Regions from separate parts of the Mus musculus genome. Here regions 1, 2, 3, 4 and 5 are each linked to region 6. The links are chromatin contacts, called in public Micro-C and promoter capture Hi-C maps. All regions are on one chromosome and are shown on one strand. Each heading gives the region's core, a stretch centred on a gene start, on an enhancer-like site or on the middle of the called end of the contact. The rest is flanking DNA. Distances are from core to core; before and after follow the strand shown. Region 1 holds the start of Acap3 (ArfGAP with coiled-coil, ankyrin repeat and PH domains 3). Region 2 holds the start of Mmp23 (matrix metallopeptidase 23). Region 3 holds the start of Trp73 (transformation related protein 73). Region 4 holds the start of Slc35e2 (solute carrier family 35, member E2). Region 5 holds the start of Vwa1 (von Willebrand factor A domain containing 1). Region 6 holds the start of Hes5 (hes family bHLH transcription factor 5).

Evidence for each region. Promoter capture Hi-C pulls out the DNA fragments that hold promoters and counts their contacts. Hi-C and Micro-C count contacts between places; a contact is called where the count stands out from the background.
Region 1: a promoter capture Hi-C map of the C10 cell line shows a contact between it and region 6, with 3 times the contacts expected there. The contact joins the promoter of Acap3 here to the promoter of Hes5 in region 6.
Region 2: a contact with region 6 is called in a Micro-C map of embryonic stem cells, with 3 times the contacts expected there. The contact joins the promoter of Mmp23 here to the promoter of Hes5 in region 6. A contact is called at or near these places in 1 of 39 promoter capture datasets (pre-B cells) and 1 of 484 Hi-C or Micro-C datasets (embryonic stem cells).
Region 3: a Micro-C map of embryonic stem cells shows a contact between it and region 6, with 3 times the contacts expected there. The contact joins the promoter of Trp73 here to the promoter of Hes5 in region 6. A contact is called at or near these places in 5 of 39 promoter capture datasets (the 3T3-L1 cell line, erythroid cells, fetal liver and 2 more), 3 of 484 Hi-C or Micro-C datasets (the HL-1 cell line and embryonic stem cells) and 3 of 115 datasets of contacts at active chromatin or transcription factors (the SCID.adh cell line, embryonic stem cells and large pre-B cells).
Region 4: a contact with region 6 is called in a promoter capture Hi-C map of pre-B cells, with 4 times the contacts expected there. The contact joins the promoter of Slc35e2 here to the promoter of Hes5 in region 6. A contact is called at or near these places in 4 of 39 promoter capture datasets (the C10 cell line, HPC-7-derived erythroid cells, hematopoietic stem and progenitor cells and 1 more), 1 of 484 Hi-C or Micro-C datasets (embryonic stem cells) and 1 of 115 datasets of contacts at active chromatin or transcription factors (embryonic stem cells).
Region 5: a contact with region 6 is called in a promoter capture Hi-C map of pre-B cells, with 4 times the contacts expected there. The contact joins the promoter of Vwa1 here to the promoter of Hes5 in region 6. A contact is called at or near these places in 2 of 39 promoter capture datasets (the C10 cell line and pre-B cells).

What each region holds. Positions count from the first base shown.
Region 1 is chr4:155,890,151-155,893,582 of GRCm38.p6, reverse strand. It overlaps Acap3 (ArfGAP with coiled-coil, ankyrin repeat and PH domains 3), which reads right to left and starts at 1,708. Exons shown (of 24, transcript NM_207223.1): 1 at 1,142-1,708. The coding sequence starts at 1,188. It overlaps Pusl1 (pseudouridylate synthase-like 1), which reads left to right and starts at 1,821. Exons shown (of 8, transcript NM_001033490.1): 1 at 1,821-1,952; 2 at 2,168-2,225; 3 at 2,344-2,531; 4 at 2,681-2,830; 5 at 2,914-3,084. The coding sequence starts at 1,876.
Region 2 is chr4:155,651,381-155,654,798 of GRCm38.p6, reverse strand. It overlaps Mmp23 (matrix metallopeptidase 23), which reads left to right and starts at 1,415. Exons shown (of 8, transcript NM_011985.3): 1 at 1,415-1,771; 2 at 2,214-2,350; 3 at 2,438-2,577; 4 at 2,647-2,814; 5 at 3,204-3,368. The coding sequence starts at 1,619. Mib2 (mindbomb E3 ubiquitin protein ligase 2) reads left to right here. Exons shown (of 20, transcript NM_001369164.1): 20 at 1-331. The coding sequence ends at 44.
Region 3 is chr4:154,138,017-154,141,550 of GRCm38.p6, reverse strand. Trp73 (transformation related protein 73) reads left to right here and starts at 1,676. Exons shown (of 14, transcript NM_011642.4): 1 at 1,676-1,728.
Region 4 is chr4:155,599,846-155,603,663 of GRCm38.p6, reverse strand. Slc35e2 (solute carrier family 35, member E2) reads right to left here and starts at 2,248. Exons shown (of 9, transcript NM_177186.4): 1 at 1,926-2,248.
Region 5 is chr4:155,773,207-155,776,674 of GRCm38.p6, reverse strand. It overlaps Vwa1 (von Willebrand factor A domain containing 1), which reads left to right and starts at 2,114. Exons shown (of 4, transcript NM_147776.4): 1 at 2,114-2,245; 2 at 3,409-3,468. The coding sequence starts at 2,173.
Region 6 is chr4:154,959,626-154,963,021 of GRCm38.p6, reverse strand. Hes5 (hes family bHLH transcription factor 5) reads right to left here and starts at 2,099. Exons shown (of 3, transcript NM_010419.4): 1 at 1,973-2,099; 2 at 1,721-1,886; 3 at 651-1,630. The coding sequence starts at 2,026. The coding sequence ends at 1,347.

The DNA of each region.
Region 1 (3,432 bases), core at 459-2,958, 930 kb before region 6:
GCACTCATGTACATATGTGGTCAAGCTCACACGAGCAAAGGCATGATACATGCTTATACATAAACATGCATACATGTATTAGCACAGGGCATGCAGACATGTGTTCCAGGGATACAGTGCACACTAAAACACACACCTGCATACGTTAACATGTGTCTAGTAGCATGGCAAACACGGTTCACGAATCCACAGAGATGTAGCACATGTACACACGTGTCCATCCACACTAGGCTATGTGCATGCATCAAGCACACCAACTCCGTATCACAGCTCACCCACACATTCATGTGCACCAAGGAGAGCAGAGTGGCAGAACATGCTCCCCCCCCCCCCGTGTGTGTGTGTGTGTGTGTGTGTGTGTGTGTGTGTGCACATACAGAGGTGGGACACCTCACGAAGGTCCGAAATTTCAAATGACACACAGGAGGTACTCCATTACTGTCTGCCAAATGCCACTCAATGAAACAGATGTATATCTGTGTGGCCATGTGGTTCACACAGATGTGCACGACTGTATTCCAGGAACAATAAAAGAAACAAACCCATAGGTGAATAAGGCCCATACCCTTCCACCTAAACACGACTTCCTCATCCTTACAGCCTCTACCCCTTCAGGCTCCTGGGTCACTCATACATCCGTTAACTCTCACCAAGGTGTCTATCTCAGGCCCTGATGGCTCCGGCTGGTTGCACCCATACACTGCTCTGGACATACGGATCAAGATAGAGACCAAGCAGGGTGCCAGACAATCCTAGCCAGAATTGGACTACAGGGCCAAGGAGGAGCCCAGTACTTGTGGCACACCAGAGCATACACACAAAGAAGGGTGGACAGTTCTAGAGATGGCACTGGACGCAAATGCCCAGTGACACACAGCTGCCCAAGGCGGTCTGCACACTCACCCCCGCGCGCGAGGTGATCAGCACAGGGGCGTCTTTTGTTCCGGTCCCCCGAGGCCGGAGGCGGAGCTGCGCAGCTAGGGGACCGCGACTCCGGCTCCCGCCGGTTTGTCCGTGCCAGGTCTTCTGCTCCGTCCAGGTGGACTCGGAGCGGTCACCACGCTGGACACCCCTTGCCCGCCTCCGGCACAAAGGCGGCTCCCCATCCCCGCCCGCGCCCTACCCCGGGCCCGCAGCACACCTGAAGCGCGGCGAGTCCTTGATGCATTCCTCGAACTCTACCGTCATGGCTGCGGCGAGCGGTGCTCACTGTGCGGAGGACCAAGGCGCGTCGAGCGGCATCCCCGGCCCGTGGACCGTCTGTGGCGCCCGCGCCGAGCTGCGCTCCGCGCCCGCCCGCCCGCCTGCCCGCCTCGGTCTGAGCCCGGCGCGCCGCGGCCCCGCCCCGCCTGTCACCGCTGGGGAGCGTCGCCAAAGTCAGCCTCTGCCTGCGCCACCCGCTGTCACCTCCGGGGAGCGTCGCTAAAAGCGCCGCTGCATCCCCTCGCCTGTCGCTGCGCTCTGTCCTCGGTCACCACGGTCTGGGAGCTGGGCCGGCCTCGGCGGTTGGGCTTCGGAGTGGTTTGGCTCGGTCGCGGGACAGGGAAGGGCACGGCTCGCCCACTTCAGGCATCACGGCGGTGGTGAACTCGGCTGGAATGCTGCCGACGGACACACTCCGCGACGGCGGCGGGGAGATCGGGAGTGAACGAATTAAGGTCGCTTGTGCGGAAGCGACCCATCATCGCGCCCCTGTGAGGCCGAGGACAGGAAACATAGCCGGCTCTAGAGGACCGCACTTTGCACCCGATCCCTAAGCTTGGCTCCGCCCCCGCCTCTCCATTCAGGCGGGGCGGACCGAGTCAGTGCGCAGGCGCCGTCCCTGCTGGGCTGGGTCGACCGCGGGCCACGTGCAAGCGCCCCGCCCGCTCAAATATGGGCTCCTGCGGGGCGGTGGGCTCGGTGCGTGCGCGCTACCTTGTGTTCTTGCAGTACTTGGGCACTGACTTCAAGTACGTTTTCCCGCTGTTACCCCCGCGTTCTCCACTCGGCCTCGCGGGAAGTCCGCGAGGTGACCAGGACGGGCGCGATCGGTCTCGGGATGCGGGATTTTAGGAGCCGAGGAACACAGTGGCCTGCACCGAACCCACGCGCCTGGGCGCCGAGACCCCTGGCGGGACAGCGTCCACAGACACCGCAGATAATTCCTTCCTGTTTCTCTCCGCAGTGGGGTTGCGGCCGTGAGGGGCAATCCGCGCGCTGTTGGGGTGCTGAACTTCCTGGAGGTGAGGACCGGTTTGGGGAGGAAGAAGCAGTCGGCAGCTCCAACCCCTACCCACTCTCCTCCTCCTATTCCACGGACTCCGGCCATCGATGTGGCAGCCGCCTGTACGGTTCCCGCAGGAGGCTGCCAAGCGGCTGAACTCTGTCGACCCGGTCAGGTTCACCATCTCTAGCCGCACCGATGCCGGGGTGCATGCCCTGAGCAACGCGGCGCACCTGGACATCCAGCGCCGCCCAGGGCAGTCGCCTTTCTCCCCGGAGGTCGTGGCCAAGGCCCTCAACACCCACCTGAAGCACCCGGCCATTCGGTGAGCCCGGGGTTTTGGTATGGTTCTGGGCTTTTTTTTTTGTCTTTTACCATTGCACCCCACTGTGGTGGGAGGCAGAGATTTCCATAGTGCTGTGTGGACAGTTGGGCATACTCATTCCTGGGATGAGCCAGATCTGCTTGCCACAGTGTACTGAAGGCCTTCCGAGTGCCCAACGACTTCCACGCTCGACACGCAGCCACCTCCAGGACCTACCAATATCGTCTGGCCACAGGCTGCTCCTGGCCTAATCAACTGCCTGTGTTTGAACAAAATGTATGCTGGGCTCTGCAGACAGAGTGAGTGAGCTAAGAATGGGAAGAAAATGGCTCACCATCCATCTGCCTGGGCTCTCCTCAATAATGCTCATTTGGCTCTGCAGGTACCTGGATATGGCGGCCATGCAGGAGGCTGCCCAGCACCTCCTCGGGACACATGATTTTAGTGCCTTCCAGTCTGCTGGCAGCCCAGTCACAAATACTGTACGCACACTTCGAAGAGTCTCAGTGTCACCTGGTCCAGCCAGCCCATTTGTCCTCCCCGAGGGGAGCAGGTGAGACGACTAGCCTTTCACTATGCCAGGACTAGAGGCCACCAGGGTCATTACTCATAATACCTCAATAAAAGTGAGATGATGCTAAATGGGTATATTGCACATCCATTGGGCCTAGAGGGTGTAAGAAGGTGAGCCAGAAACTTGTGTCTTCTTCCTGTTGGGTGGGGTCTCTGCCAGCCTGGGGAGCACAGGGTGGAAAATGTTGCCTTTCTGAGGGCCCTGCCAGACCCATAGCTCTTTATAGCAGGTAAGTTCTGGCAGTCTCTGAAAAGATTTCACTAGAGCGAATAGTTCCATTCCACTTTGACAGACTACGTTAAGTTCTCTGCTTCAAACACCAGGAAT
Region 2 (3,418 bases), core at 166-2,665, 690 kb before region 6:
TCTGCCGCCAGCCCATCCGCGACCGCATTCAGATCTTCGTGTGAGCGCACTCCACACGCCGTGGCTGATCGCAGACCTTCCTTCAAAACCCCTGTATTTTATAAAAAGATTATCGGACTTTGCTTCCTGTTCCTTGCCTAAGGGTGTTGGGCAGGCCCCAGAGATCCTCACCGCCCCTCCCCCGCTGCCCAGGCCCCACCCCACGCCCCGCCCGGCATCAGGCTCCAGACTGCCTGGAGATCAGGAACGCTCTGGATGAGGATGCAGCCCGCCAAAAGTGCGCGCTGGCTTTGGTTTGACACAAGATGGTCCGTCCGGAAACTCCAAAAGGCTCACGTGGCTTTTCTATCGCCCCTATAAGAGGGCCACCCCCCTTTGCTCTTCCCCTTGCCTATTACTCCCTCCGCCCCTCTGGGGCAGGACTTGAACTGTGAAGGTTTTGGTCAAAGCAACACGACTTAGAGAGGGTCCTGGCTAGGAGGGAGTTGGGTTGGAAGCCGCCAAGCTCTTGACAGTTACGTTGGGGCTGAGTGAAGAAGCAAGAGAGGGTCCGTCCACTTGTTGGAACAAACACTTAGTAAGGAAGGGAGGGGGCAGATGGCTGACCCTTTTCAAGAACTTCCAGCGCAGCTATTACGGGCCACAGGGCACTCCAGCTGCTTGGCTCTGACTCTGCTGGCCAAGTACATTGTTGCTGTCACCTAGGGTCCAAGGTCGGAGTGGAAGACTGGGAGGGAGAAAACCCCGGCTCCTGCGCCTGCTCTCACCCACCCACAGTCAGCTCCGTCCCGTCCCGGGATCGCAGCTGTGCCTGGCATAATTTCGGTTGCCATGCCGCGTTCATTCGGTACCCACCCAGCACAGCCATCAGCTGCCGGGTCTAGCTTTCAGGCCTTGGACCATAGCTCCTGCCTCCTAACCCTACCGCGCCAGACCACCACACTCAGTTCCTGACTCAGTTGCCTTAATCCCCTCTCCTCTGAGGCAGGGATTCCAGGTGCTGGCACCTTCCCCAAACTTCCTGCACTGGACCAACGAGAGCACCCTCTGGTTAAAGCAGTTGCCCTAAGGACTCCCGCTGGTCTCCTTGTCTTTCCTGAGGCATCTTTCCTCTCTGCTCGCTCAGCCACCCTGCTCTCATTGCCACGTCCCCTCGCTCTGCGCTCCCCTCTGGCGGGTATGCTCCTTACACTCAGTCACTGCGGTCCAGGACCGAGGCTTCCCTCCCAAATTTCATTGTGGTACCAGAGGGTTGAGGGGGGAAGCCAAATGTCATTCAACTCCGACCAGTGGGTGCGGGGAGCAATTGATGCCCCTACCCCAAATCTGAGCCCCGGCGCCTCGCGTTCTGACAGACCCCCCGACACTGTAGGGTGTGTTCTGGCCTCTGCCGCCGACCCTTCGGCCTGGTTCCTGGAATCGCACCGGGGGATGCGGACGGTTCCAGACTTAACGAGTCGGTTCCTTATTTGAGCCAGCGCAGCCGGGTCCTCTCTTCACCATAGGGCTGTAACTCGAGCCGTCCGCCGCCCATCCCCTTCCCACTCCGCCCCAGCTCTGCGATCCAGGTCCCTACGTCGCGCGGCCCCTTGTGGCCCTAACCCGACTGGAGTCTGCCATGGGCTGCCGGGCCTGTCTCCGTCCGGAGGCGTCCGGCGCGGTACAGGGCCGCTGGTTGGGGGCTGCCCTGAGCGGGTTGTGCCTTCTCTCCGCGTTGGCGTTGCTGGAGTGGCTAGGGGCGCCGACCGAGACCGCCTGGAGGGCAGCTCAGGTGAGAGGACGAAAGGCTAGTAAGTGCGAGGAGCGGGTCAGCATCTGAGGGTGTATCAGTGGGGCCCGCGTGTGAGGGGCTTTGTGGGATGGCATGTGAGTGCCTGGTTCCGAGAATCTTGGGTCATTGTGTCCAGCGGCCGCTGGAGGTGGGAGACCGCATCCATCCCCAACTCTGCCCATTCCCAATAGGTTTTGTTTTGTTTTCCCGAGCCAAGATTTCATTGTGTAGCCCGGGCTGACTTCTGTAGACCATCTGCCTCTGCGCTCAGAGATTAAAGGCATGCGCCACCATGGCTGGCTCAACTCCTAAAGCCCAAAACCTAATAGAGGGCTCATCCACAGCTTCCTCTATCCCGTTGCCTAAAGTCTGCTTCTGATAACAACTCTCGGGCACTAGAGACTTTCCTCTGGCCTCCTCACATTCACTTCTCCCTATGAAGGGAAATGTAGATGCGCCAAATGTGGGCAGCTCCACTGCCCAGGTACCCAGACTGTTGACCATGTCGGTAACCCGAAGACGCCGCTACACGCTGACACCGGCCAGGCTGCGCTGGGACCACTTCAACCTCACATACAGGTGCCACCTGGACCAGCGAGGAGGGTGGTCAGGTCATAACTCAGACACCAACACTGACTCTAACATCACCGCCGCCCTCCACCACAGAGTTCTTTCCTTCCCCCGGAATCTTTTAAGCCCGGAAGAGACGCGAAGGGGCCTGGCTGCTGCCTTTCGAATGTGGAGTGATGTTTCCCCATTCAGTTTCCGTGAGGTGGCCCCTGAACGTCCCAGTGACCTCAAGATAGGTGGGTAACTGAAGAGCTCCCGACCGCGCCCAGCCTCGCAGGTATTATTGCAGCCTTGTGTTTTCTTAGGTTTCTACCCAGTCAACCACACCGACTGCTTGGTCTCTGCAGTGCACCACTGCTTTGATGGTCCCACAGGTGAACTGGCCCACGCTTTCTTCCCACCCCACGGTGGCATTCACTTTGATGACAGCGAGTACTGGGTCTTGGGCCCCACACGCTACAGTTGGAAGAAAGGTGACCCAACTCCTTAGTCTGTCCTTCTGGGGGTGTCATTCTCTCCTCTGTGTGGACTACAAAAGGGTTTGAGGCAGGAAGGGTTTCCTGGGGCTTTCCTGGGGCTGAGTATTAGGGTCAAGCAATCAAGGAAGAGGAACACTGGGTCTCACAGGCCTGAGTCGTTGTCCCCGCCTCCACTCCTCCTCCCCCACATGCCACAGAAGAGGGAGTTGGAGTTGCATTCCTGAAGGCCAAGCTCACAGCCTAGGCTGGGGAAACATACTTATCTTCCTTGGCTGTGGGTTAAGGGTGGCTTGCGGCTGAGGCCCAGCATCAGTGCTGGGCCTCCTGGAGCAAGACTGGGAGTGGAGGGGCTGAGGGCTCCCTACTAAGCCATTGGCCCACAGGTGTTTGGCTCACAAACCTGGTGCACGTGGCAGCCCATGAGATTGGCCATGCACTGGGCCTGATGCACTCACAGCAAGATCAGGCGCTCATGCACCTCAATGCCACATTGCGAGGCTGGAAGGCACTGTCCCAGGATGAACTGTGGGGGTTACACCGACTCTATGGTGGGTGCAGGGGGGCAGGTGGGTAGGTGGATGAGCGGTGGGGCTCTGGG
Region 3 (3,534 bases), core at 427-2,926, 820 kb after region 6:
AATACAGCACCAACTGGACTTCAGACCAGGATCGCTCCCCAAAGCGCTCTGCTCCCTCCCTCGCGCAGCACCCCGCGTCCTGTGCCCCACAAGGCTCCCCATTCCGGTGTCATTCGGGAGGTTGGATGTTCCTGTCTGCACCCAAAGCTTCAGAGGATCACTTAAGGCTCAGCCACTGCCTTTGGAGCTAAGTTCCGAATTCTGAAAGACCGGAATCTAGTATTGCTCGGTCCAGCTCATAGCTCCCAGTCTCTTCCGCACCGCTGCATCTAATTTCCACGAATGAATGAATGAATGAATGAATGAATGAATGAATGGCGGTGCTTGCACCATTCGGAGAGGATCTGCAGAGTGCGCGGCCAGCGTCCTGGCATTTTCTGTTCCCAACCAGTCCCAAACTCTTGCTTGGTATTCATCTTTGTCTCTAATCTGCAGCTCGCAAATAATTACTCCTCGTAGCTATTGGCCTAACACCAGGTCAGGCTTTCGAGTTCGAGAGAGATTCGGTCTGCTCCAACCCACCTCCCTTGCAACGCCACTAGCTGCACTAAAGCGACTTCCAGGGCATGTGGGAACACCTTGGGCAAGGACCACTCTGCAGTGCCACTAAGGGGTCCCACAAGGACCCAACTCCTTCTGTGCGCCAGACTACGGGTCTGCGTGGTAGATGAGGGCACCGGAGACCGCTCACTTGCCCAGAGGGGAGATGGCGGGTGGTGAAGAAGACTTCTTGAGCCAGAGAAGAGTCCCCTGACTAACTCCGAGCCGCTCTATGTGCACAGTTTGTGGGCATCCGTTGGGCATCGCCTAGCACACCAATCCAAGGAAAGACTCTGATACCCTGGGCTAGGAAACCCGGACTGCAGGCCGTGGCCCCCGGGGTGTGTAGGTATCAGGAGGCGCAACTTCTGGCTGGACTTTGAAGAGTCCAACCCAGAGGGTCTGCGCTCGACCCTCTTTCCAGGCGGGCTGTGGTCTCTGCCAGGCAAATCGAGGGGGGCTTCGAGCCGTTCTCAGAGACGGAACCCCGCTGGTGCTGGCCGAACGACAACGGTTCTCCTCCGGGGCTTTCAATGTTCAGTTTCAGTCGGTCCTCTCGGTTTTCTCAGGCCGGGGCGAGCCCTGGAAGAGGCGCAGCCACCCCGCTGAGGGCACTCCTGAGCCCCTGGGTTGCAGGCTTAGGACAGTAAGGGCAGCGAGGGGGATCGGGGTAGATGGGCATCTGGGGAGAAGGCGGAGGAGAGAGTCAGAGGGAGTACAGGGCGTCGGGCGCCCTGTGTCCACCCCCTCGGCGCCTGCGCACCCTTCCTGGCGCCCTGAGCCCCGCCAAAGGTCGCGGTCCGGTCCCGCTTCGACCAAGACTCCGGCTACCAGCTTGCGGGCCCCGCGGAGGAGGAGACCCCGCTGGGGCTAGCTGGGCGACGCGCGCCAAGCGGCGGCGGGAAGGAGGCGGGAGGAGCGGGGCCCAGACCCCGACTCGGGCAGAGCCAGCTGGGGAGGCGGGGCGCGCGTGGGAGCCAGGGGCCCGGGTGGCCGGCCCTCCTCCCGCCACGGCTGAGTGCCCGCGCTGCCTTCCCGCCGGTCCGCCAAGAAAGGCGCTAAGCCTGCGGCAGTCCCCTCGCCGCCGCCTCCCTGCTCCGCACCCTTATAACCCGCCGTCCCGCATCCAGGCGAGGAGGCAACGCTGCAGCCCAGCCCTCGCCGACGCCGACGCCCGGCCCGGAGCAGGTAGGCAGCTCTGGGACCCGAGCTAGGGCCAGGTATTTCGCACGAGGCTCCGAGGCTGGAGTTCGGGTGTGCGGCTGCCCGGGTGCTAGCCGAGTGAACGGCCCCAGGGACTCCGCGTCAGTGGCAGGAGGGGCCGGCCGGAGTGAGGCTAGGAGTAGAAGCAGTTGGCACCTCGGCAACCCATGGACCTGCCTCCTGCCCACACTGTCCACTACAGGTGGCAAGGAGTCGCCATACCCGGAGATTCTGGGGCTCGGGTCTGGTAATAGGGGAAGTTGGGAGGTGCGTGGGTATCCTACCTCACAAGGAATGCAAATCCCCACCTCTGTAAGGCAGAAGGCCTTTCAGGTCCCGCTATGGAAGCAGACTAAGAGAGAGGAAAGCCAACTAGAGCCCAACCTCTATGCTGGTCCCAAGGTGTGGGGTCCTGGTGGGTTACTGCTGTTCTGTGATGAGTTTACTGTGGTGCCTCACCAGCCTCCCTAGTCTTCCAGGTAGAGAACCCGGGCAGCCCACACTCTCTCCTGCTCCACTGGGCAGCTGTCACCTTCTCACTCTTGAGAGATGAGAACATCTGTAGGCACCTATCCACATACACACCCGTATGTGTGCGTGGGCGGGGGCGGGGGGGTGGTGGTGTCAGGAAAAAAGCTCTGACTTCTGAGCCCCAAGACACTTGGTTCCCTGTATGTGCTGAGGTCTGTTAATTAATTAAGTGGGCACTTGGGACCTGGGTCGTAACAATATTTGGGGGAAGGTTGTTGTTGTTTTTCTTCATTTAAAAGTTAAATTGTGTCTGTGTGAGTCGTGCACGGGTCAGAGGACATCTTTAGGAGTCGATTCCCATTTTCCATTTTATCAGTCTCAAAGATTTACTCAAGTGGCCAGGATAGGCAGCAAGCACCTCTACCTGCTGAGCTCCACTGCCTCGGATTGGTTTTCGTGGTCGTTGTTTGTGTTGCTGTTTAGCTCTAGAAAAAAAACTCAACAGAGACAAAATGTATCCTGAATCCTTGGTGTGTTGCAAACGCTGTCCCGGCCCCCCACCCGCCCCCATCCTTTGATTTATTCAATAAAAATGTAAAACATTACTTTGTGAACAAAAGATAAGTATTTAACATTTTCTCATCCATGACTGTATAGATTGTGTATGCAGTTTTGAAAATCAGGTAATCGGTTTCAAAGGTGTTGCATACCCACTAACTAGTCTTGAGCTACTGGCGGGCCTATGGGAGCCTGCCTATCAAGCACAGGTAACTAACGACAGGATGCTGAGCAATGTTGTCCTTCTAGCGATGGCTCTGTGGAACAGGCAGGGCTTGCCCATTCTGATGGCCACCCTGTGTGACAACATTCTGGATTAGAAGTCAGATGCTGAGTTCAAATACTCTCTGTGCCCTGGGACCTTGAGCAAGTTACTTAAATCCTCAGAACCTCAGTTTACCCATCTTCGAAATGGAGTCATAGCACTGCTTTTCTCAAAGAGCTTATAGAAACCTGGTCAGTATGCCTTTGTAAACAGAATGGAAACTGCCTGACCCTGGCTGAAGAAGGATATGAGTGAGATGCTTGTGTTCATAGAGGTAGAGTTATTTGTATAAGAAAGAAACTGGCTCGGGACCTGTGAGATGGCTCCTTGTAGAAGGGTGCTTGCTGCCAAGGGTGATCATCTGAGTTCCATCCATGGAATCCACAAGCTGGATTGTGGATCCACATTGTCTTCTGGCCATCACATGTGCACTGTGGCCCACGGGTGCACACATACATACAAATAGAAAAGTAACCAGGATGCTATATCCAAAGTCC
Region 4 (3,818 bases), core at 999-3,498, 640 kb before region 6:
TCAGCCTCCAGAATGCTGGAATCACAGGCACACACCACGAATCCTGGCTCACGATGTCATTTTTATCCCATTCAGCATTATATCTTTCCATATTCTAGTTCCATGGACCCCAGGTTAAGAATGTCTGGGCTGCTTGCTTTGGGGGGGAGGGGTGAACCAGCCCTTGCTGGGGGTGGGGGGCGCGGGTCTAGGCTGGTGCAATGGCTCAGGGAGTAAAGAGACTTTCTCACATTCCACATCCACATATGTGCCATGACATAAATAATGGGGTCACTCAAACTTTTAGTGGAGGACAGACCACTGGTAGAGGGCTAGCCTAGCAAAGCCCTAGATTCAATCCCCAATAGAAAATGGAGGGACAGGAAGGGGGAGAATAGGGTTAGATATAAGGAAATGTTTGTTCTGAAACAGAGGACTGAGGTACTCAAATACTTGGCCAAGACATCTGGACTGGTTAGTGGTTATTTAATGAAAACAATACATCAAGTCTCCAAGTACCATGCATGTCTAAAAGTTTATCTAAGGGAAATAATAACTCAGAAAAGGGCCTGCATGGGCTCACAATCTGCCCCCCATCCTGCTTCTAACAGTGACACTTCACTCAGTAGTGAAGAATTTGTACGGAAGGGACAGTCACTCACTCCTGACTAAAGTAGCACATTGCACCCTGTGGCTTTATGATAGTGTTTATCACTTCTGAAGAATGGATCTTTTCAGGATCACTGGTGTGGTGTGCTCAGATTAAGACATAAACAGTTGGGGACATCCACATTACCAGCCACAGGATCTCCATCTTGTGGACAGGTCCTTCATGTTGTTCTGTCTCTCCATCTTCTGCACTGGAAATGAATCACTTTAATATAAAAGCCTTCCTATCTCTTCACTTAATGGGCCTTCTTTTGCTATTTAAAATTCTCTCGGTGTGCTTTCAAATGTGCTCTGCAACCAGGGATACTTGTAGTACAGTCCCATAATTGCGGTACTGAGAGGATGAGGCAGGAGGGTCACAAGTTTAAGGCCAGACTGGGCTACCCTGTAAAGATCCTGTCTTAAAAGAAAAAAGAAAAAGAAAAAAAAGCACAAAAAATTATTTTCCAGTTTTTTTTAATAGAGTACATTCATCCCATGAGCGGGCGACTAGACAAACACTGAACAAGGGCCCCCCCACCCCCACCCCCAGTCTGCAGTTTTACTTTTTGTTTTATTTTGCATTTCAAGGGTTCAAAACATCAATGCTGCAAAGAGCCTGTTTCATGCCTGAAAAGTACCGGTTGGAGAAAAACCGCTGGCAGGCTAAAATAAAGTTGAGGCTTGGGACCTGGCTGAGTCGCCCATTCCACGGCACAAAATAAGACGTTTGGGGAGGCAAAATCAGTACACGCCGACAGATGACAGGGTGCCTGCACCTGTCATTGGGTATCGCTTCCTTTCCGGCGCCTGCTGCAGTCACAGCCCGCCCGCGATCCCCCCGCCCCGGTGCCCATCACTGTCCCCACCCTACCTGTGCGTCCAGCCCGGCGAAGCCCGCCACCTGCGCGCCCGGTGCCAACCCGGGCTGACTCCAGGACGGGATGCCCCCGGCCCCCGATGGGGTTCAGTTCTGGGGCTGCCACTGGAGTTTATGCAGAGCCTCAGCCCACGCCCACGGAAGATGCAGCCCGCGCCCGCCTCGGGGCCGAGCAGCTTTAGGCAGAGCGGTCCAGAGTCAAGGGCGAGAGCCGCGAGCCCTCCCACAGCCCTCCTAAGGGTTTAGATTTGGGACACACACACGGGTGGGCGGGGAGAGAGCCGGACGTGACGCACCGGAAGCTGTTACGGGGGGGGGGGGAAGGACACACTCCACACAGGCACACAATGGCACCTTCCAGAACGTTCCACCGCGGCCCACCACGGGGAGCCAGGACACCCTCACGGCGCGTTCGCACCTTCCGTAGCGGCCCACCGCAAACCACGGGGCGGGCGACGATGCGGGGCCACAGCACCGCCTTGCGGCCTCCTGTGGGCGCCTCCGGAGCGTCCCACCTCTGCGGGGTCCGCCATGCTGGGCCAGCGTGCAGGTGTCGCTCCTCTGGCCTGTGGTACATTCCGGAACGTTCCACCGAGACCAAGGTGAAGGAGCCAATCCTCTGAGGCCGCGAAGGTGCCGCCCTCTAGGTCAGACCCAGGGGCTTGATTTCAAGGATCCTAAAATCTGACCAGAAAGTCACAAGACGAGAAGCGCTCAGTGGCGAACGTGCGAGGAACCCCCGTGCTCTCCGAGTCTTGGACGCTGCCGGGATGGGGGCGGGGTCAGCACCATGGGGGCGGGGCCAGCAGCATAGCGACGGGGCGCTCATTGGTCGAGCCTCAGAGGCCCCGCCTTCCTGCAGGACGCTTGCTCTGTCGCCTGATCTCCCCAAGTAGCCGCCGGCTGTGAGATGCTTCCTGGCCCCTTTTATCCCTGAAGGTCATTTTGTGGAGAGGTTTGAGGTTGTGCCTTGCCTCAGCTCTGCTTTTGGTGAAACCTTCCTTTGTTTTTTTCTTGGTTGTTTGAAAACTAGTAAGGTTTCTCCTTCAGATCTCGCACAGTGAGTTGGAGCTTCTTAAACCTTTTCCACTAGAAAACCCTTTCCATATGCAAATCAAACGTTTACTGATAATCAACCTTAAGTCTATCTTAAAACAATTCTTTGCCCGGTGCCGGAGACCAGCCTGGTCCACTTAGTGAGTTCCTGGACAACCAGGTCTATGTAGAGAGACCCTGTCTCAGCAAACAAAAAACAAGTCTTTAGAACACAATGGCACAGTGCAGTTTTACCACTTAAAAGCAAAGGCAAACTGGCTTACGAATGAGAAGATGTGCTTTTTAAATTTTCGCACAGATCATTAAATCTTGACTGAATATCCCATACCACTGGACATAGAGTATCTTCAGCATTTTTCAGAGTTGATGTTTTGATTTTATCAAAACCAAAGTGTGTTTGATTTTGTTGAATTGACGTATGTTTTAGAACCGTATCAGTTGGAAATTCTGTCCTAACCACAAGCCAAGTTTTAACGATTTTTAAAAATGAAACTCAACTCAGAAACTTACGCAAGAATTTTGTTGTTGTTGGGTTCTTTCCTTTGTTTGTTTTTGTCTTTTAAGATAGTGTCTCACTGAGCCGGCATGGTGGCACACACCTTTAATCCCAGCACTCAGGAGGCAGAGGCAGGGGAATTTCTGAGTTCGAGGCCAGCCTGGTCTACAAAGTGAGTTCTAGGACAGCCAGAGCTACACAGAGAAACCCTGTCTCGAAAAAAAAAAAAAAAAAAAAAAAGATAGTGTCTCACTATGTACCCCTGTCTGGCCTGGAACTCACTGTGTACATCAGGCTAGTCTTGAACTCACAGAAATAGACATCTCTGCCTCTCACACTCTGGAATTATGCGCACCTATGTAAGCATTTTTTAATTGAGTTGTTTTATTTGGTCATTGTTGTTTTGTATTTGTTTTGTTTTGAGACAGGGCTGGTGTATCCCTGGCTGGCTTCGGATTTGATGTACAGCCAGGGCTGACCCTGACCTTGCTCTTACCCCACAGTGCTCAGATGACAAGCATGTGTTACTATGCCTGGTTCAACTAGTAATTTTTTTAAATTTAATTATTTATTATGTGTAAGTACACTGTAGCTGTCTTCAGACACCCCAGAAGAGGGCATCAGATCTCATTTTGGATGGGTGTGAACTACCATGTGGTTGCTGGGATTTGAACTCGGTACCTTCAGAATAGCAGTCAGTGCTCTTAACCACTGAGTCATCTCTCCAGCCCTCAACTAGTAATTTTTAAAGTGATCCTG
Region 5 (3,468 bases), core at 865-3,364, 810 kb before region 6:
GCTGAGGACTGAGAGGTCAGGGTCTCCCTGGCCTGGCACATCTTTGCCTGGGAGACCACATTTCTGCCCTTTCTCCTCCCATGAGCCTGTCTTCCAAGGCTCCTGGACCATTGTGTCTGGGCTTCCTTTGTTGACTGCCTCAAGCCTAGACCTGACCCTGACCACTGCATCCTTGGCAAGTCCCATAGCCCTTTTGATGTCTGTGAGTTCTCTCTCTCTCTCTCTCTCTCTCTCTCTCTCTCTCTCTCTCTCTCTCTCTCTCCCTCCCTCCCTCCCTCTCTCTCTCTCTCTCTTTCTTTCTTTTTGTTTTTTTGTTTTTTGAGGTAGGGTTTCTCTGTGTATCCCTGGCTGTCCTGGAACTCACTCTGTAGACCAGGCTGGCCTCGAACTCAGAAATCCACCTGCCTCTGCCTCCCAAGTGCTGGGATTACAGGCATGCGCCACCACTGCCTGGCGTCTGTGTGTTGTCTGAAGGTGGGGAAACACTGCAAGACAAAAGGATAAGATTTTTCTGGTGGCTGAGCAGGAGATATGGATGATAGAAAGGGTGTCCCAAGGAATTTGGCAGCAGAAGCAACTTGGCCTGAGCCCAAGTCCGGCAGGTTGAGCCCAGTTTGGATAGGGCTTGGTGGAGACTGGGTCTCTTGTGCTCTCTCCATCTGATGGTGAGGCCAAAGGAAAGAGAAAGCTACTTCCCTGAGTCACAGCCAAGAAGACCTGATCATTTTTTCCAGAAGGGTTGGAAATAGGGCAGACTGAGGTATGACTGTAGGCTTGAGGGCTATGAGCCTCTCCTTCCTCTAAGACCCAGCTCCCTGGCAGAGCAAGCCTGACATAATAAGATTCTTCTGGATACCCTGTGTCCTCTGCTTATTCACAATGCAACAATGTATCTGGAGCTGGAGGTTGTTGGTGTCCACAGTCTTTGAGGGACTCACATGCACTGCTCTCATCCTCAAGGCTCAGGCAGAAGCATCGAGAACTTTCTGGTCCATTCAGAGGCCTGAGGTCTGTGGAGTGAAGCCAACACCCAGTGCCAAGATTCCCGGCAACGGGGTGGGGGACGGCAGCAGGACATAGCTCTTACTTGTTCCTGCAGCTAGCTTCTCAGGCTCAGCTGTATTGCTTCCTTTTTTAGGCAAAGCAGAGCTCAGGCACAGTCCTCAAGGCCCCACAGTGTCTCACCTGCCAGAAATGGAGGAAGTAAAACCATTGAGTCCCATCCGTCCTCCCTGCTGAGCATCCTCTTGCTGAGAGTGGGAAGGGAGGAGACATCCTGCCAGACAACACCCCCTCCTATGTGGGCCTCCATTCCAAATACTATAATTATTTACAGGAAAGCATCTTAAGGGCCGCGGTCTGTGCAGCCCTTCTGAAGGGCTCAATGTCCTGTGAACAACACTTGTAGACAGCTTCCTTTGGTCTGGGCTTAGCACTGACTGCAGGACCCAACTTTAGATGGCCAGTGGGTCTCTAATCCTGCTGGGGTCTGACCTGGGTGTAGCCCTGGAGCCCTGTTTGGGTAGTACATAGGACAGCAATAGGCCACTGTGTCTTTTCCTCCAAGAATTCAGGTGAGAGTTCTGGCAAGGTGGAGGCTCTTCATTCTGTAAGAAGCTTCTCATATGCTCCTGTCTCCTCTGAGGGCTGCGTCATTGCTTTCAAGTCTTTGGAGAAAGCCGGCTGCTCCTCCAGTTTATAGCCAAATTGGGTCCTTGTTGAGAGAAGGTTGCTTCTTTGTATAGCCCCACTTCTAAGGTTCTTTTGTCTTGTAAGGCTCTCCTGTCTTCAGGAGCTTTGCAGATCAGCAACTGCGGGGTGCGGGGGGGGGGGGAACCCTAAGGAGTAGGGGAGGAGGAGTGAGGAGGAGAATATGGACAACACATATTGCCGCCTGCAAAAGAGAGATGGGAATGTCTGTCAGCACACGCCCACACCTATATGCCTTTGTGGTTGCTGCGTGTCACCGCAAGTCCGGGACCGCTATGGCATGCATCACCGTGCAGTCTGTGCAGATTGGCCTCTGCGCGAGCGACTGAGTGCACGCGCCTCCCAAGCAGGAGTGGCCGCGAGTGGGTGTGGCTTCTCCGAGGTGGGTGGGGCCTGACTCACGGTAGGAGGGCAAGTTAGCAGCCAGCTGTGGTCGATCAAGAGCCCGCCACTCCAGGCGCGATGCTGTTCTGGACTGCGTTCAGCATGGCTTTGAGTCTGCGGTTGGCATTGGCGCGGAGCAGCATAGAGCGCGGTAAGTGTGGTGAAACCCGGATTCCAATTCTTCATAGCCGATCCGCTGCTGCCCACGCGGGTCATGAACTGTCCAGGTGCAGCCGCCGAACCAGTAGGTGGGAAGGCCGGGGGAGCGGGTGGGGCACACGCCAGCACCTCAGCCACCTGCGGTGGGCGCTCGGAGACATTCTTGGTGACTCAACTGAGCTAGAGCTGGACTTGGAGCGCCTGAGGCTACGGTCCCCCCCACTCCATCCCCCTCCCCCGTCCCGTCCCACCCCGCACCTCAGACATGGATTGTGGAGAAAGATGTTTAAGAGGTCTCCCTGACTCAGTTTCCTTACCTCTGAAAGGTCCCTCAGTAGAAAGGAGGTAAGAATATTGGAATGGCCACACCATGAGGGGGAAACCCCAAAGCCAGGACTAAATCCAGGCACTTGAGAGCTGTTGCGTATTTGAGTCTTAGTGATGGAAGGTCTCATCAGTACCTCAGCCGGCTGGGCAGGAAGAAAAGGGGATAAAAGGGAAGGCTCGCTAGACAATGGTTGGGTCCTCAGGCTGCTGCGGATGGGTATATCCTGCTTTCTTGGTACAGATGAAGCAGGGGATGGGGGCCAGGGGAGGGGAGGGGTGATGTCATCTGTAACCAGTCAGGACTCCAGTCTGGCCCTCTTATGGGCAGGAAGGGCTGTTCAGTGTGTGGTCTTCCCCATCTCTTCACTTTTGCTCTCCCATCCTCTCTTGTTGTCCCATGGGCTCAGAGTCCATTGCTTCACCTGGAAGATGAATAACCTCACTTAACTTCATCCTAGAGGTGTCCCTTCTGAAAATCAAGTATCAGGGAAGCATTGCATGTGGCTCAGGCCCCTCCTGAATACAGAATGTTCTACCTGCATGCAGTGTCTATTGAGGACAAGGGTCAGCATTTACCTACTAAAGGAGCACGGGGACAGCCCAGGATGCCCTGGGTACATGGACATTGTACAGTTGGGAACCAGAGGAGAGTGTGGGCCTTTTGTTGGCATTTATAGCCCCATTCTGAAGATTCTCTACCTGTATCTTTGGGCAAAGGCAAGCAAGCATGTGCTTAAAGAAAGTTCAGACCTTTGGGGGTGGTTCTGCCCTGGGCAAGGGGGTGCCTGGCAGGGCTACCTTGACTGAACCCCTTGTCTTTTCCTCTAGGTTCCACAGCATCAGACCCCCAGGGGGACCTGTTGTTCCTGTTGGACAGCTCAGCCAGCG
Region 6 (3,396 bases), core at 850-3,349:
GGGATGGGAGCCACATCTATGACTTTGTCCTTCAGAAGACATGTAGACACACCTTCCCACTTCTTGCTCCATGGGTTTTGCCTTTGGAGAGCCCTGTGAACTTGACTAACCTATAGCCTGCCTTAAAGCGGACACCCTGTCTTAGACAATAGCCCATACCTACCAGGCTCATAGTTTGAATGGAATGGGTCAGTCCTGGCCCTGGTCGCTCTGTGGAAGGGAGGGCATTTATGAATCGCCTAAGCAGGTGAACTAAGGGGAAGCGGGAGCTAGAACAGATACTTTCTCAGGTTCGGCACAGCCGAGCCTCTTGCTGCAGCAAGAGGTCCACTGAGGCCCTCAGCTTCCTCTCAGTGGACAAAGCAGAGAGTCTACAGTTGTTAGGATCTCTTCCCCTACCCTGACCTGGGAGCTAGCAGAAACCCCCAGCGGCCACCCAGGTCTTGTTCACCATGAGAGCAACAACAGCTCTGTATGCCCCTCTCCTCTCCACCTCCTGCCCTCCCTTTTTCCTCTATGGCAGAGGACCACCAGCAAGCACTCCTCCTGATCCCGGTTTCACTGTGAACATGGTAGATCCCACTGTTCCACCTCCGGTCACCGGGCAGGCTGCCCCTAGGCTGCTAAGGACAGACGAGAGGCACAGACATGGAGGGCTTGATATTTTATTAGAAGCCTTCAGAACAGCCTGTGTTCTCCCACATGACCAAGAGTTCAAATTCTAAGTACAAAATCGTGCCCACATGCACCCACCCATACAAAGGAATCCTTTAAGGATCATCGTGGAGACCCCACCCTCCCAGACAGCCCACTGTGAGCGCGCATCAGACAGCCAAGGCCATGTGGACCTTGAGGTGAGGCCCCATGGGCCCTACGCCCACGCAGGCTGAGTGCTTTCCTATGAGGAAACACCTGCAGTTCCGCCTTCACAAAAGGCAAATGTGCCCAGGGCACAGCCCGCCTGCAGGGTGCTTGCCCAGCAGCAACGGGCCCTGAAGAAAGTCCTCTACGGGCTGGGGTGAGCCAACCCCCGACTCTACAAATATCATAGAACCCCCGGTGGTGACCAGGAACTTCGCAGAAGTCACTTGCTGAAATGCAAACACAAAACAACCCCACGGGGTCGGACGGGCGGCAGAGGGTGGGCCCTGATTATCCCCAAATGACAACTCTGCACACACATTCTCTAAGAATGACCCTCCTGCTGGCCAGCCAGCCGGAGGAGGGAGCCTTCGGAAGAAGGTAGCGGCCAACCTGGGGCTGAACTGCGGCTGGGGAATGTCTTCCCACATCCAGAGGAACGAGCTCATCCTCTGGTCCGCTCCAGGCACCGGTCGGCCGCTGGGTCACCAGGGCCGCCAGAGGCCGCAGGCGGGTTGGCGCGAGGTGGAGACCGCAGCAGCAGCAGCCTTAGCGGAGGAGCGGGCCGGTTGGGGCGCAGCTCCGGGCGCCGGGGGCTCCTTGGCAGGAGCGGCGGGAGCTGGGGGCCGCTGGAAGTGGTAAAGCAGCTTCATCTGCGTGTCGCTGGCGGCGTGCAGGGTCAGGAACTGTACCGCCTCCTGCAGGCACCAGGAGTAGCCCTCGCTGTAGTCCTGGTGCAGGCTCTTGGGGCCGGCGGCCGCGGCGAAGGCTGTGGGGAGACGAAGCGGCATGAGTGGGGCGCGCGCGGTGGGAGCCACATCGGCCGGGAGCAGGAGGCGGGCGCAGGCGCCGGGCTCACCTTTGCTGTGTTTCAGGTAGCTGACGGCCATCTCCAGGATGTCGGCCTTCTCCAGCTTGGAGTTGGGCTGGTGCCGCGCGAACTCCTGCTCCAGCAGCAGCTTCAGCTGCTCTATGCTGCTGTTGATGCGGTCCCGACGCATCTTCTCCACCACCGGCTTCCGCAGCTGCGGGAGGAGAGGCGTCAGGTGGGCGGCGGACGCCGGAGGCCCCGGGGGAACCGGACGGCGCGCGCCGGGCGAGTTGCACTTACTCGGTTTTTCTCCTTGGGACTGAGCATCTCCACCGCCACGGTACTTGGGGCCATGCCTGGAGCTCTGGAGGCGATTAGCGAGCGGAGCGGAGCGGAGCGGACAGAGCCAGGCGTCCCGGACTGGCGCGACCTGGACCCCAGCACGCCAGCCCTATATAGGCGCGGGCAGCGGCCCGGCGCCTGGGGTCCGGGCGCCGCGGCCGTTCCCACACTCGGCGGCCAATGGCGGCGCCGGCCGCACAAAGGCGCCGGCCCATTAGCGCACGCTAAATTGCCTGTGAATTGGCGCGGGCACAATGGTCGCTCCCCGAGGAGCAGGTGGGCCGCGCGGCACAATGTCCGGGCTGTGGGAACGCGCTCGCCCTCATTAGCATCCCGGGGCCTGATGCTGAGAGCCCCGCGCCTCAATATGCTGCCTTTTCCCAGGCCGCGGGGAGGTGGGGAGGGCAGGAAGGAGTGCTCTCCCCCCCCCTTCTCTCCCTTCTTCCCTCCCACTCCCCAGAGGCTCCCCACCGCTGGCTGGCAGAGGCCACAGGCGCAGAGAAATGAGAGTTTTACAATGAACAGACAGCGACTTCCAGAGGAGTGGGCACCCTCCCCAGCTGGGACCTGTTGCCCACAGGCACAGTGGGTTAAAGTGGGCCACATTCTCTCAAACAGATGCTGCCGCCATGCCATTCGCAGGTACAGGATGAGAGAGGGACTCATGTATTTAGAATTTAGGCGCTTTATTGCCAGTTCTGTCAGTTGAGAGGAGTGACTTCTCCGCAGCTAGAAATGGCCACGCGCGGAGCCTGCCAAGCGTACTTCTAGGCTAGCTGAATTTGCTTTGGATAATGCCTAGCACAAAGCCCCATACCTAGGAAGCCCTCAGGAACCCCTGAACCCACAGGGTATCTGGACTGCTCTTGTGTCACCAGGTGCCACATGCATCTCTGAAACAGGAGGACCGTGCCTCCTTCATGCTGTCCGTGATCACTACTCCCGCGTGGCTTTTAGGAAACCATGGCTGCCCTTAACTCCTCTCATGACATCCCCCTCAGCTCGTGCGGGCGCGCGCGTGCATGCCTCTGTGTGTGTGTTCCAGTTTCATTCAGCATTTTGTGTTGGCAGGTAGAAGGTGGGAGACCTAAAAATAAGCCCCCATATGAATGCTGTGCCAGTGTGGATGGGCCTCTTTGTAAGAACTGATAACCGTGGTTCCTAACCAGGTGACCTTACTAGTCACACCCTAGACACCTAGGGGATGGCCATGTAGGAGCGTCCCTCCATCTGGAACCTGTACTATTTCCCCAATACTCTGCAGGGGCTGAGGGAGGAGATAAGGCCCCGTGCTTCCTCCTAGGGTCAACCTAAGACCTAGCCAGGCCCAAACCAGGAGGCTGGCATCAGAGCACAATAGCCAGTGTGGAATGAAACCAGGT